2 separate regions of the Mus musculus genome follow, and region 1 is linked to region 2. Evidence: chromatin contacts called from public HiChIP or PLAC-seq data. All regions are on one chromosome and are shown on one strand. Each heading gives the region's core, a stretch centred on a gene start, on an enhancer-like site or on the middle of the called end of the contact. The rest is flanking DNA. Distances are from core to core; before and after follow the strand shown. Region 1 holds the start of Calml4 (calmodulin-like 4). Region 2 has its middle 19 kb from the start of Gm35658.

The links. HiChIP or PLAC-seq counts read pairs in DNA pulled down with a chosen protein or histone mark.
Region 1: a contact with region 2 is called in a FOXA1 HiChIP or PLAC-seq map of pancreatic cancer cells. The contact joins the promoter of Calml4 here to the enhancer-like site in region 2. A contact is called at or near these places in 10 of 39 promoter capture datasets (the 3T3-L1 cell line, the C10 cell line, embryonic stem cells and 5 more), 9 of 484 Hi-C or Micro-C datasets (the HL-1 cell line, the N1E-115 cell line, bone marrow-derived macrophages and 5 more), 6 of 115 datasets of contacts at active chromatin or transcription factors (bone marrow-derived macrophages, differentiating embryonic stem cells, embryonic basal ganglia and 3 more) and 4 of 9 other capture datasets (adipose tissue, liver, macrophages and 1 more).

Annotation. Positions count from the first base shown.
Region 1 is chr9:62,856,725-62,862,989 of GRCm38.p6, reverse strand. Calml4 (calmodulin-like 4) reads right to left here and starts at 4,886. Exons shown (of 5, transcript NM_138304.2): 1 at 4,829-4,886; 2 at 4,718-4,748. The coding sequence starts at 4,831. It also overlaps the pseudogene Gm10653.
Region 2 is chr9:63,071,182-63,077,666 of GRCm38.p6, reverse strand. No RefSeq gene overlaps it. Among named protein-coding and RNA genes, the nearest start is that of Gm35658, 19 kb to the left of the region's middle. Within about 2 kb of position 2,581, at least 72 of the 459 cell types and tissues checked have an H3K27ac peak or open chromatin away from gene starts, as enhancers often do. A contact at or near this core is called in the N1E-115 cell line, differentiating embryonic stem cells, embryonic stem cells and 3 more, where this site is marked.

The DNA.
Region 1 (6,265 bases), core at 3,637-6,136, 220 kb after region 2:
CTGTCCCCATAACTCTAGGTTCTGCTGGCCTAGAAGTTTTGGCTCCAGAGAGGGGAGTGCTCCTACCAGGAGCTACAACAAACATTCCATTGAACTGGAAGCTCAGACTTCCCCCTGGTCATTTTGGGCTTCTAATGCCCTTAAACCAACAGGCTAAAAAAGGAATAACAGTGTTAGGAGGGGTGATAGATCCAGATTACCATGGGGAAATTGGATTACCTCTTCACAATGGTGGTAAGCAAGATTATGTCTGGAGTGTAGGAGATCCCTTAGGGCGTCTCTTAGTACTACCATGTCCTGTGATTAAAGTCAATGGGAAACTACAACAGCCTAATCCAAGCAGGATGACAAAGGACACAGACCCATCAGGAATGAAGGTATGGGTCAATCCTCCAGGAAAAGAGCCAAGACCTGCTGAGGTGCTGGCTGAAGGTGAAGGAAATACAGAATGGGTAGTAGAGGAAGGTAGTTATAAATACCAATTAAGGCCACGTAACCAGTTGCAGAAACGAGGATTATAAAGTAATATGAATGCCCATTGTAAATTTACTAATGCGTTTGCGATTGTACGAGGGATAGTTATATCATGTTAGGCGTATTTACAACCTTGTTATTGTTTCATGTGAACATGAGATATTATTTGTGTCAAGTTGACAAGGGGTGGATTGTAGTGGCTATTCCTGGTTGTCAACTTGACAATATTTGGAATGAACTACAATCCGGAATTGGAAGGCTCACCAGTGACCCTTATCTGGAGGCTTGGAGATCCTTATCTGGATCTTGGTTTGAAGATCTTGAGCCATAGTGGCTATGGATTCCAGAAGATTGAATCTCCGAGTTAAGGAACACACCTTTAATCTGGGCTATGCCTTTCATCTGGGATTAAAGGTGTGGTGGAACACACCTTTAATCTGGGCTACACCTTCTGCTGGAGACAATATAAGGACATTGGAAGAAGGGAGTCTAGCTCTTGCTCCTGCTCCTTCGCCTGCTTGCTGCGTGAGACTGAGTAACTACTAGATCCTTGGACTTCCATTCACAGCTGTGACTGAACGATTGTTGGGAATTGAGCTGCCGACTGTAAGTCATCAATAAATTCCTTTATTATCTAGAGACTATCCATAAGTTCTGTGACTCTAGAGAACCCTGACTAATACAGTGCTTGCCGCCAAGTCTGAATTTGATTCCCAGGACCCACACGGTTTAAGAAAAAGCAACTCCTGCAAGTTGTCTTCTGACATTCACAGTATGTGTATACACACTCACTACATAAATACATGAATGTCATACAGATATAAAACCAACAAGTCAAATAGAATTCAGAGAAAGATGAGCTAATTGTTGAAGATTTATTTGTGTTATTTTTATTTATTTGTATGTGTCATGAGTGAGTGACACATGGGTGAAGCCACCCAAGATGCCAGAAGGGTGGATATGCCCTGGAGCTGCAGTTCCAGGTAGAGTAAGCCTCCCCTCCTTGCCTTCTCTCTTCCTTAAGATGCCACTCAAAAGTTGGTAGGGCTGCCAGACTCCGGGGACCTTTGTAACATTGATGAGACAGTCTCACCTCTGTCTGCAGAATCCCCTAGGAGGCAAATGGCGGGCAGTGGTTCTCTGATGCTCTCTTAGGCAGGGGTTTATCATTGTCAGAGCTGAGTGTGGCTACTTTTTCTCACTTGTCTAGGACCTGGCTCCTGAACTCTAATGTTGTCCTCAGGCAGGTCCTGGTCCCGATGTGGAACTGCCGGGAAGGGTGCCTAGGGCTCGGCAGAGCTGGCCCATGGCTCTTTTTGCTGTCCTTTCTTCCCTGCTGCTGCTGCACACCTGGCAAAGCTGTCCTATCTGTCCTGCCTCTTCCCTCTGGGGCCCCTGGAGGCAAAGCCAAGCCACCTGGGAGCTTGGGTAAGATCCCAGCTCTGCAGATGGAGATGCCGTGGGGTGAGTTGCCCTAATCCCCTAATCCCTTCCATGTTCCAAGGAAGGAGCTGAAGCCTGGGGTTGGGGGTGGGGAGCAGGATCTGCTGGCTGTCCAGACAAGCACACTGCATTCCCCTATATTGGTAACCAGGGCCTAGAGCAAGGATTAAACAGAGGCCAGCCTCTGAGCAAACTGACATATGTGTTCTCTTCCAGCATTGACAGACCCACCTTTTCTTTCTTTTCTTAATTTTTTAAAGATTTCTTTATTTAATTCATATATGTGGGCACACTGTCGCTGTCTTCATACACACCAGAAGAGGGCATCAGATCCCATTACAGATGGTTGTGAGCCACCATGTGGTTGATGGGAATTGAACTCAGGACCTCTGGAAGAGCAGTCAGTGCTCTTAACCTCTGAGCTATCTCTCCAGCCCCTCTTTTTTCTCTTAAGAATTTTAATACATTTTATTTTAGTTGAAGATTTATCTTAAGTATATGAGTACACTGTAGCTGAGCCATCTCTCCAGATCACTGTTTATTTTGTTTTTTTTTTAGTGTATATATGTGTGGGAGTCAGAGAGTATCTTGTGGGGGAGATGGTTCTTTCCACCATGTGCTGGGCTGGGAGGAACCCCCCCGCCCCCGGCTTGGGGGCAGGTGCCTTTATCTCTCCAGCCCCCATCCATCTCTTCAAACCTGCAGAGCCAGATTCCCTGGAGCTGGAATTCCAGGTGGTGTTGAGTCACCCAGCGTGACTGCAGGGAACCTATCTCCCTCTCTCAGGTGCTCTTAACTGCTGAGCCATCTCTCCAGCTGCCGCCTCCAACCCCCCTTCCGCCTTCTCCCTCCCCTCCGCCATCTGTCCAAGCTCTGGTCCTTTACAACGCTGGGATCCCTTCCTGGGTCACCAGAAGCCACCTCTGGAGCCTGCTGGACACTGTCCTGCATCACAGTGCTTGGTGGGCCCTCAGTACCTGCAGTCTTTTCTCACTATGCTAGACCAAGATAACAAGATCCCCAGAATACCTGGCTTGCCTGAGGACCCCGATCCTCAGTCTCCTTCACACACACACACACACACACACACACACACACACACACACCCCTCCAGTCCTCTCAGTGTGGCCCCACCCCTCATTCACTGCTGTCCATTCTGTCTTTCACTCTCCTTGATTGTGACCCCAAGAATGGGGGGTACCTTCCGGCCCCCTGCTCAGTTTTTAACACCTGGGGAAGGGCTGGCACAGGGCAGGGTTAGCACAGAGAAAGGACTCTTGCTGAAGTAAAGTAGAAGTGAGGTAAACACATCAGGATGCATCGTTGACCCTCTTCTCAGACAAGAAAACTGAGACTCAAAGGTGACTGGCCTGGGAGCTTCCAAAGCCCCATTCCTCGCCCAACCCTGTCCAGGCTTCCAACTCTAAACACTCATGGCCACCTTCTTGGTGTTAGACACTGGGATACAAAGAGAATTCGCCTTCTTCCTTTCTAGTTGTTTCAAAAGCCATGGGAGCGAGGGGGCAGTGAGTCCGTTGTCCAGACAGAGTAGGGGGACTGGTGAGGCTGACAGGTGGCCTCTAGCTTAGGTCCCCCCTTCAAAGACTTTACTTTCCATTGTGTGCACATGCACGCATACAGGTGCCCCAGGAGGCCAAAGGTTTCCTTTGCCCTGGGAGATGGAGTTACAGGTGATGGTGATCAGTTCTTGTATATGTACTGGGAACCAAACTTAGGTCTTCTGCAAGAGCAGTACAAATTCTCCCATAGTGGATTGTCCGCCAGCCCCTGGCCCCTAACTGTGGGCTAGGCTCTGTGTAGCAGAGTCTCCTCACTGTCCCCTCTGTTCTGGGCCTTAGTTTGGGGATAGGGAGTTGAGGAATCTAAGAGTAGGACCAATAGGCACACATCGCTGTCACTCCCTGCTCTAGACTGTACTCTAGTCATTTACATCTCTGGGATAGATCCTTGCTGGGGTAACCAGAAGCCACCCCTGTGGCCTGCTGGACAGTGTCCTGCACCAGAGCTCCGTGTCCCTGTGTACCTGCAGTTCTAGCTCACCGACAAGGTGTCATGTCAGCGGCAATGAGAAGGGGGTTACCAAGGCTGTTTCCCTCCTATGTTGGGGCAGGTGTAGGGGCTCAGCCTCAGGGAAAAGAGAGTTATCCCGTAAAGGGCCTGTGCTGCACTCTGGCCTCTCTGCCAGAAACTCAGCCACCAGATCCCTGGCCAGGTGTTTGCCAGGTCCTGTGTAACTTAATTCTGCCTTTCTGCTCTTGGGGAAACAGAACTCTGCTCTGTGGGAAGCCCAAGAACAAGGTGCCCACACTGAACTAGGCAGGAGGTGCCAGCTGAGCCCCTCATTTTACAGTCTAAGGTCCATAAAGAAATATCCTGCCCCAGCGTGTAACCCTGAGTTCTGTTGCCTGTCTACACTGACTACAAAGCCCCATCCCCCATCTCTGGTTCAATTACTATGTTAGTGACCTTTCTCCATGACCAGCCTCCCACCCAGACCCGTTTCCAGGCTCTCTGGAGCACTAAGCAAGCTCACTTTTATGACCCAGCTTGAAAGTCACACTGACATATAACAAGCCCTGGAAGTCAGTTAGTCGGTCTTCAGGGCCACCCCCAAACAGATAACCAGCTGCCCCACAGCACCTGGCCCCAAGCCTGTGGGTGGGCCAGCTGTCCACCCCTCGGGGCCTTCCTTCCTACCAACAAAACCCAGCAAAGCAAATTGCCTAATGAGACACACATTTTGTGGCGAATTACTAATTAAAGAACAAACCCAACCTACCATTAATTTGGTCCTGGGAAAGGAACTTGGCCTGTAGCAGAGAAAGAACAGTCAAGAGGGGGCTTCAGCGGGGGCCCTTCCCACCTCCTTCCGGCACAGCCCCTCACTCACCATCCTCAGGCTCCCCTTACTCCTGGAACTGAGTTTGGTTCTCTTTACTCCAGCTTGGAGTCGAAAGTCCAGCATGCTGGGCGGAGGCCTGGTAATAAATCCTCCGCTGCCACGGAGACCGGGCTCTATGCCATGAGAGTCAAATTCCGGCTGAGTAGTGGATGCCCCCACCGTCCTGAGAAGGGTGATTGTGAGGAAACCATTTACAGACTCTCCTGGAGGCCCCTGCCCCCGGAGGCTGGGGCTCTGCAGCAACTGGACAATTTGGGTGTTCCTTCTTGGAAGCCTAACTTCTGAAAGGGGGCTCCGGGTGGGGCTGACTCTGTCCTGGTCTGAGTCTGTCTTAGGAAGCTTTGCTCTCTCCCGAGGCTAAGCTGGGCTCCTTGCTGGAGCCAGATAGCACGCGCGCACACGCACGCGCGCGCACACACACACACACACACACACACACACACACACACACACACACACGGTCTCTCCAGAAGAAGCTATCCAAGGGAGCAGTGCTCAGAGACGCTTCAAACACAGCCTTGCAGATGCACTATGTCTGGGGACACGCTGAGGACCGTCCGTCTCTTGTATGCCTCAGTTTCCTCACCAGCTACGTTATGGGCTGCTAGGATAATCCAAAGGCCAATACACAGCCAATTCTACTTCCTAGGGGCTGGGGATGGTGTTGGGTGCTGGGGCTGAGTCTTAAGCTAGCCGCTCAGGGAACTTGGAGTTTGACCTGACCAGGCAGGAAGTTCCTCTCCCTTCCTCGTCTCGCCCTTTCCCGTATTATAATAAGCTGCTGACTCTGAATTTCTCAGCCCTCTATTCCTCTCCCCGTCCCCTGAGACAGGAAAAAGGGTGCCTCCTAGAACTGGTACTGGGCCCTGGGCATGACTAGGTTCTCAGGTTGGTCTGAAAGTCTCCTTTCCCTCATCCACACTCCTTGACTGGTTTGCCTACAAAGTGCTAAATCCAGCCTGGTCCAACTGTCAGTCACTGTGTGTGGTCACATAGCCTGTGTACTACACAGGGAGCAAGGGAGCAAATGAGAGCTACCAAAGGCTGCAGGTGCCAGAGGAAGAGAGTTAAGGTCTCCTGCTAACCCATCTGAGGGCACACAAACTCATGGCCTCCCTCTGGTCCTGACACCTCCATGTGGAATGGTTTTGTTTTTTCTCCTGAGCCATCTACCTCTTCTTACCTGCTTTAGATGTGAGAATCTTGAGGTTCTGACCCACTTTGTGGGGGGTAGGTATGATTTGGAGGGTAGGTATGGTTGGGGAGGCAAGATATGGTGGGGCCTAGGTATGGAGGGGTAGGTATAGTTGGGGGCCTAGGTTTGGTGGGGGGTGGGTATGGTGGGAGTGGGGAAGGCTGGGGGGACACAGTTTAGTTGTCATGGAAGAGCAAGGGAGGTAGGCAGTACTTTTTGACAGGTGGGTA
Region 2 (6,485 bases), core at 1,332-3,831:
AAGGAAGGAAGGAAGGAAGGAAGGAAGGAAGGAAGGAAGGAAGGAAAGAAGGAAAGAAGGAAAGAAGGAAAGAAGGAAAGAAGGGAGGGAGGGAGGGAGAGAGGTAGGGAGGAAGGGAGAGAGGAAGGAAGAAAAGAAGGAGGGAAAGAAAACAAAAAAAGGACCCCAGAGAGTACACTAGCACTCTTTTTACCTTGTAAGATGAGCAGAGTTGGCAGTCTGTAACCCCTTCCAGACCCCAACCACAATGGTATCCAGGTCTCAAACTTTGTTGAAAAGCCACAGAAACTGACTGTTCTAGTTACTTACCTCATTGCTGTGATAAAATCCTGACTAAAGCAACTTAAGGGAGAAAGGATTTGTTTGGGCTCTGAGTTTGAAGTTACAGTCTATCATTACAACGAAGTCATAGCGTGTGGTGGCTGGTCACACTGCATCCACAGTCAAGAAGCACAGAGTAACGAATGCTTGTGCTCTGCTCACCTTTCCCCCTTTATATAGCCCAGGATCCCAGCCCAGGGAATGGTGTCACCCACAGTAGGCAGGGCTACCAGCCTCAAAGAACCCAATCAAGTTTCCCCCACAGCCAGTCTCCCAGGTGATTGTTTGTTTGTTTTCTTAATCTCATCAAAAGACAATTGAGATTAGCCATCATGATGACTGAGACAAAGAGACTGGGGATTACTGGTAAGTACTACAATGCAACACAGCTAACAGCTCGTTAGGTCATTTATCTTAGTAATTTTCTATTTTTGCTGTTGTTGCTACTGTCTGCTTGCTTTGCTACTGTTTGTCCATTTTGTTTTTGAGATGTTGTCTCTCTTAGAACCTAGAACATGCATTCTTCTTAGTGCTTCGACCCACATCCTGGCCTGAATGAGGATCACATTAGATTGCCACACCTTCAGCTGAGTAGGTCTGCTGTCTGCTTCTTCCATCATGAGTGCCGATGCTGGGACTCTGGGGAAAAGCAGAGAGGAAGAGGGGCCTAAAGACAACTATCCCCTCCCAATCCATAAGGCTGTATTGAGGGTTAAAATCATGGGCTTTGAGGACTGTTTGAGTATGTTCCTGGAAGCTCCCATATTAAGGACTGTCAGGTTGTTGGGAGGTGAATAGATTCATGGGTTCATTTTTTAAATTCATAGTTGAATATACTTTAAGGGGTAGGGACTGACTAGGCCACTGTTAGTGTACCTCTGAAGGGTCTGCCTTATCCATAGCTCTATCTTTTCTGTGTTGCTGCCTCCTGGAGGTCAGAAATAGAACAACACACACACACACACACACACACACACACACACACACACACACACATCCACCATGGTATCCTACCTCACTCACAAGACTGGAATCAACAGCTGAGTATCGAAAGGCTTTCCTCTCATTTCTCTCAGGCGTTTGTCACAGCAATGAAGTGGCCAACACAAGAGTAGAGCTCAGACTGGGTTTGTGACTCAGATGGTAGAGGGCTTGCCTGGCACACACAAAGCCCTGGTTCTATCTCCAGTACTGCATAAACTGAGCAAGGTGGCACACACCTGTGATCTCAGCCCTTGGGAGGTAACGACAAGAGGATCAGAAGTTCAAGGTGATCCTTGGAGCTTGAAGACAGTGTGAGATACTGAGACCCTATCTAAAATCATAGCGGGAAGGAAGGAAGAAAGGAGGGAGGGAGGGAGGGAGGGAAGGAAGGGAGGGAGGGAGGGAGGGAGGGAGGAGAGGACTGGGTTGGGAAAATGGCTCTGCTCCTACTCAGCACAGAGGGGAGGACAGATAAGGCACATGGCAGATAGAGCATAAACTCTGAGTCCCAAACCAGCTGTGTCCCAGTGTCTTTACAAACAGGAACAGCAGCTGCCCCACCTCTTACATTTGACCAAGAATTCTGGGGAATGTCACTGATCACAGAGAAGCTGAGGGCAGAGGTGCTGCAGATCACTGGCATCCCAGCCCTGGCCAAAACCATGCTCAGTGACACTTGCTCTCATGACCAACTCATTCAAAGTATTCCACTAGCAGCTCACCAGACTAAACCCCAGCCTGGGAGCCCAGAGCAGGCTAGGATCACCTAAAACCCTTGATTCCTGGCTTGAAGTCTGTTGGTGATGACTCCTATTGACGTCCCTTTGGTGGAAAGAATGTCACTAGCCTGCCTCTAGCCTTCCTGGGCGTCCTGTGTGGCCTAAAGCCGATAAGAGTGTGTACGTGCAGGCCCTTGGGCCAGATGCCTTCTTGTTGCTAGGCACCGGATGCTCTGATCTGAGCCTGGGATCAGGCCTGTGGGATGAGACATAGAAGAGGCCTTTGGGGCACAGAGCTGAGGATCCTATTGTCTTTACAGGGAGGAGTTGGGTCAGCTACCTTACTGCTGATTTGTTTGTTTAACTTTCCTTTTTATCCTATGTTCCTCTGATGGGAAGAAGGTCTACTTGTGGGCTCCTACTTCACGGAGTTTTTCAGTCTTCCTAGGCGAAAGCACACATTCCTGAAAACCACTCAAGAAAGGTGTCTCTGGGGTAGCAGTGGGTCTTGAGGCCCGAGTTAACAGCTCATGTGCACATGTGGGTGTGAGTGTGTGTGCTCCTAAGCACACGTTCTCAGGGACTGGAACCCCTCCCACCACATTCCCCAGGGCGTCTCCCCAGCCACTGCGACTATAATCATAGCCAGCCTGGGACTTTAACCAAACATCACATTCCACCACCCTGGACAACCTCTTTGTTTGATCTTCTCTCTAGAGACACAGGTCAGGAGGAAGGTGGGGCGAGGCGGTGAGCAGCAGCATGTGGGATGCATCTCTTCCTTCTCTTGTTTTAGAAGCTGCAAACCCAATACTGGTCCTCAAGTCTCCCCCAGTTTCTCCGCCTCAAACCTAAGGACCTCGGGCACAAATTTCTGAGAATCGGGGCCACCTCAAAGTCACTAGTCCAACCGATTACTTTATAGAACCCTGGGACACCGACTTTAATGTCACACACACAGAGGGACAGCTTTGCAGAAGTCCAGGAAAGAGCCTTCTTCCACATCCCAGCCCTCTCCACCAGTTAGCAGCCGCTGGGTGACACCTCAGTTACTCACTTAGAACTCAGCCCAACAAGCAAAGCAAAAGGCAGGAAGTGTGTGGCGGAGACTTATTTATGCTAGAGTGTGGATGACTGACATCGGGAGGTCTTCAGACAAAGGAGATTTAGGTAGAAAGCAGAAATGAAAAGATCAGGAGGGCACTAGATTATGTAAAAGTCGGCTGAGGTGACTGAGGTTAGCTACCGGGAGGAGACCATCAAGCCGGGAAGCAGCAAGCACCAGAGAGAAACTTCACATTAATACATGGCTCATGGGTCCAGGTCTGATTCTTTCTTCTGCAGGGGGAGCAGTGGGAATTTCAAAGTGTCAGATCCCTCTATGCATCTAATCCTGTTGCTCTCCAGAGAGAATGTGTTTTAGATTTATCTTCAAACTGCCTCAAGGATCCGTGGGTCATTCATTTGGGCCACCTGGGGCCTCAGCTTTGGCTGGGTTCAACTTCCTTCCTGCCTCACAGTGGGAGAGCAGCGATTCCTCCCAGGCTGGGTTTTGTTTGTTTGGTTTTGTTTTAATAATTTAAGTTCTCTGTTTTATGTATCTAATCTCTTCATATTTTCAAGATAAAATTAGTTCTACAGGGCATGTTAAATTCTCTGAGTATATTGGAATTGTTGTTTATCATTTAAATTTAATTTAACCTTTTTCTTTCTTTAGTGTTTTTAATTACTTAAGAAATACACATCCCTTGTAAAGGATTCATAAAACGGTGAAGGATGTGGAAGCAGACACCACCTGAAAGGAAACTTCCACTGCTAACATCCTTAGCTCTTGGGGTGTGCATTTAAAACTTTTAAAAATTATTTAATTTTTGAGACAGGGTTTAACATAGCCCAGGCTAGCTTCAAACTTGCCACATAGCTAAGGGTGACCTTGAACTCCTGAACCCCTGCCTCTACGGTTTTAGGTGGGTGTCACAAAGCCCGATTTTTACAAGGTGCTTAACCCAGGGCTTCATGCCTGCAACACAAGTGCTTTCTCACAACTCCAGCTACTGGTGTGTGTGTGTGTGTGTGTGTGTGTGTCCTACATGTGTGCTAGTGTCCTCAGAGGCCAGAAGAGAATGTCATATGTCATATCTTTGGAGCTAAAGTTAAAACTGTTGTGAGCCGCTCAGTGTAGCTCCTAGGAACCAAATTCAAGCATCCTTGAAGAGCAACAAGTGCTCTTGACTGCTGAGCCATCTCTCCCTCACCACTAAATACATTTTTGTTTCTTTGTTTGTTTCTATTTCCTCCCTTCTCCCCAAGACAGGGTTTCTCTGTGTAGCCCTGGCTGTCCTGAACTCGTTCTGTAGACCAGGCTGGCCTTGAACTTGGATCCTCCTGCCTCTGCTTGGAGTGCTAGGATGGAAGGCATGCACCACCACTACCTCCCAGCTAAGTACTTTTTTAAATCTACAAATAAGAAAATTCAGGCCTGCAGCTTCTTGGTGGTATCTGAAACCAAGTTTGGGGTTTTATGAGACTAACTATGTTTTAAGAATAACAAAGGGACTGTTTCCTCGACAGTGTGATGTTTACACTTTGGTTGAAAGTTTCACTCACTATGAGTGCTTTGGATCCAAGCAGAGGCACCAGCTCTCTCACTAAGCATTGTGCCACCTCACTGCCTAGTAACAGACACTCCAGGTTCCTGAAGAAAGACCTTTGCTGGGTGTTAGGGCATAGACCTGTAATCCCAGCACTCGGGAGACTGAAGCAAGGGGGATAATGAGTTTAAGACCTGCCTGAGCAACATATCAAGAGAAGAGAGCAAGCCAGGCAGTGGTGGCTCACACCTTTAATCCCAGAGGCATATCTCTGAGTCTGAGGGCAGCCTGGTTTACAGAGTGAGATCCAGAACAGCTAGAATTGTTTAATATTCCTACTACTGCAACAGTACGCTGTATTCACTGTCATGAATAGGACAGCAAAACCCACTTCTTTCCAAATCCCTACCCCCATCTCCCCACCCCTTGCTAGCCCAGGATACATGGGGAAGCCCCTGAGTAACTGAGCTGCAGCTGAACACCCTGTTTTATTTGAAGTAACTATTGATGGGTACACTATGGTTGTTCAGATTTGAAGGTTGTTGTTGTTGTTTTAGGATGTAGCTTGGTTGGTACAGCGTGTGCCATCCCCAGCCTGGCATAAGCAGGGCATGGTGGTGGAGGCCTGTAATCCTAGACTGGAGGTCGAAGCAGGAGAATCAGTAGTAGCTCAAGGTCATCCTCCAGGCACACTATATTGAGTCTGAGGCTAGCCTGAGCTACATTAGATCCTATCTCAATAAATAAAACATGAGCTTATCACTGCAAGGAAAACTGACAATGTTTATTATTAATGATGAAATACAGTCTTTCAAGCAAAAAACATTAGAATTTCAAAGCTTCAATTAGCCAGCAGAGCAGGATAGCTTCCAGCTCATAGGAACAATGAGATTAGTAATGTTGTTATCGTTTGAAGGCCAGAGCTCACCATTCCTGTCTTCCTCAATCTCTCTCTCTCTCTCTTTTTGGACAGAGCCTTTCACTAAACCTGGAGATTACTGCAGTGGCAGACCCGCAGACTTCAGGAGGCTTCCTGTCTCTTAACTCCCCAACAAGGATCATATGAAGGTTTCTTCCTTTAGATTCACTTATTTTAATTTATGTGTGCGAGTGTTTTGTCTGCGTGTGTGCCTGCCCATGGTGGTCAGAAGATGGTGTTGGAGCTCCCGGAAGTAGAGCTACAGATTTACAGACAGTGGGAAGTCAGATGTGGGTGCGGGGAACAGGACTGCTGTCCTCTGGAAGAACAGCTGGTACTATTGACTACTGAGCCATCTCTCTTGTCTCCCACCTTCTCTCTCTCCCTCTTTCCCTTTCTCTCTTTCCTAGCACTTCGGAGGCAGAGGCAGGCAGAAACCCTGATTCAAACAAACAAACAAACAAACAAACACCAAAAACCTTTTTTTTTAATTAAAAATGAAAAGCATTGTCACAGGATCGCTAAGGGCAAAGCTGAAGCCAGTGACACTCAAGCAGTGTACTGAGGGGACCGTCCCCTGTGCTGATGTCTTATATTATTAACAATGTGTTACTATTCATCCTACGTAACTCAGTATTCAAGGCATAGAGTTACAAAATCATACTTATATGAAAGATTCCTTCAAAGCAGGAGGAAAACCATCAGGTTTTAATAAAATTGGATGACCCTTTCCTGGATACAGTCTAGAATACACATTGTCACCGACCTTGGAGAACCTACTGCTTGTTAAGTTAGGTAAACAAGCCGGGAAGTGTCCACAGCAATCTAAAGAGAGTATAAAAATAACTCCCCCTTTCTGGCTGCCTCTCCGTGTGAAGCGAGGCTTTCTTCCTTGACTTCAACTGCTTCCTTGCCGCAGAATGGAGCAGATGCAGACTGAAGAATCCAGTT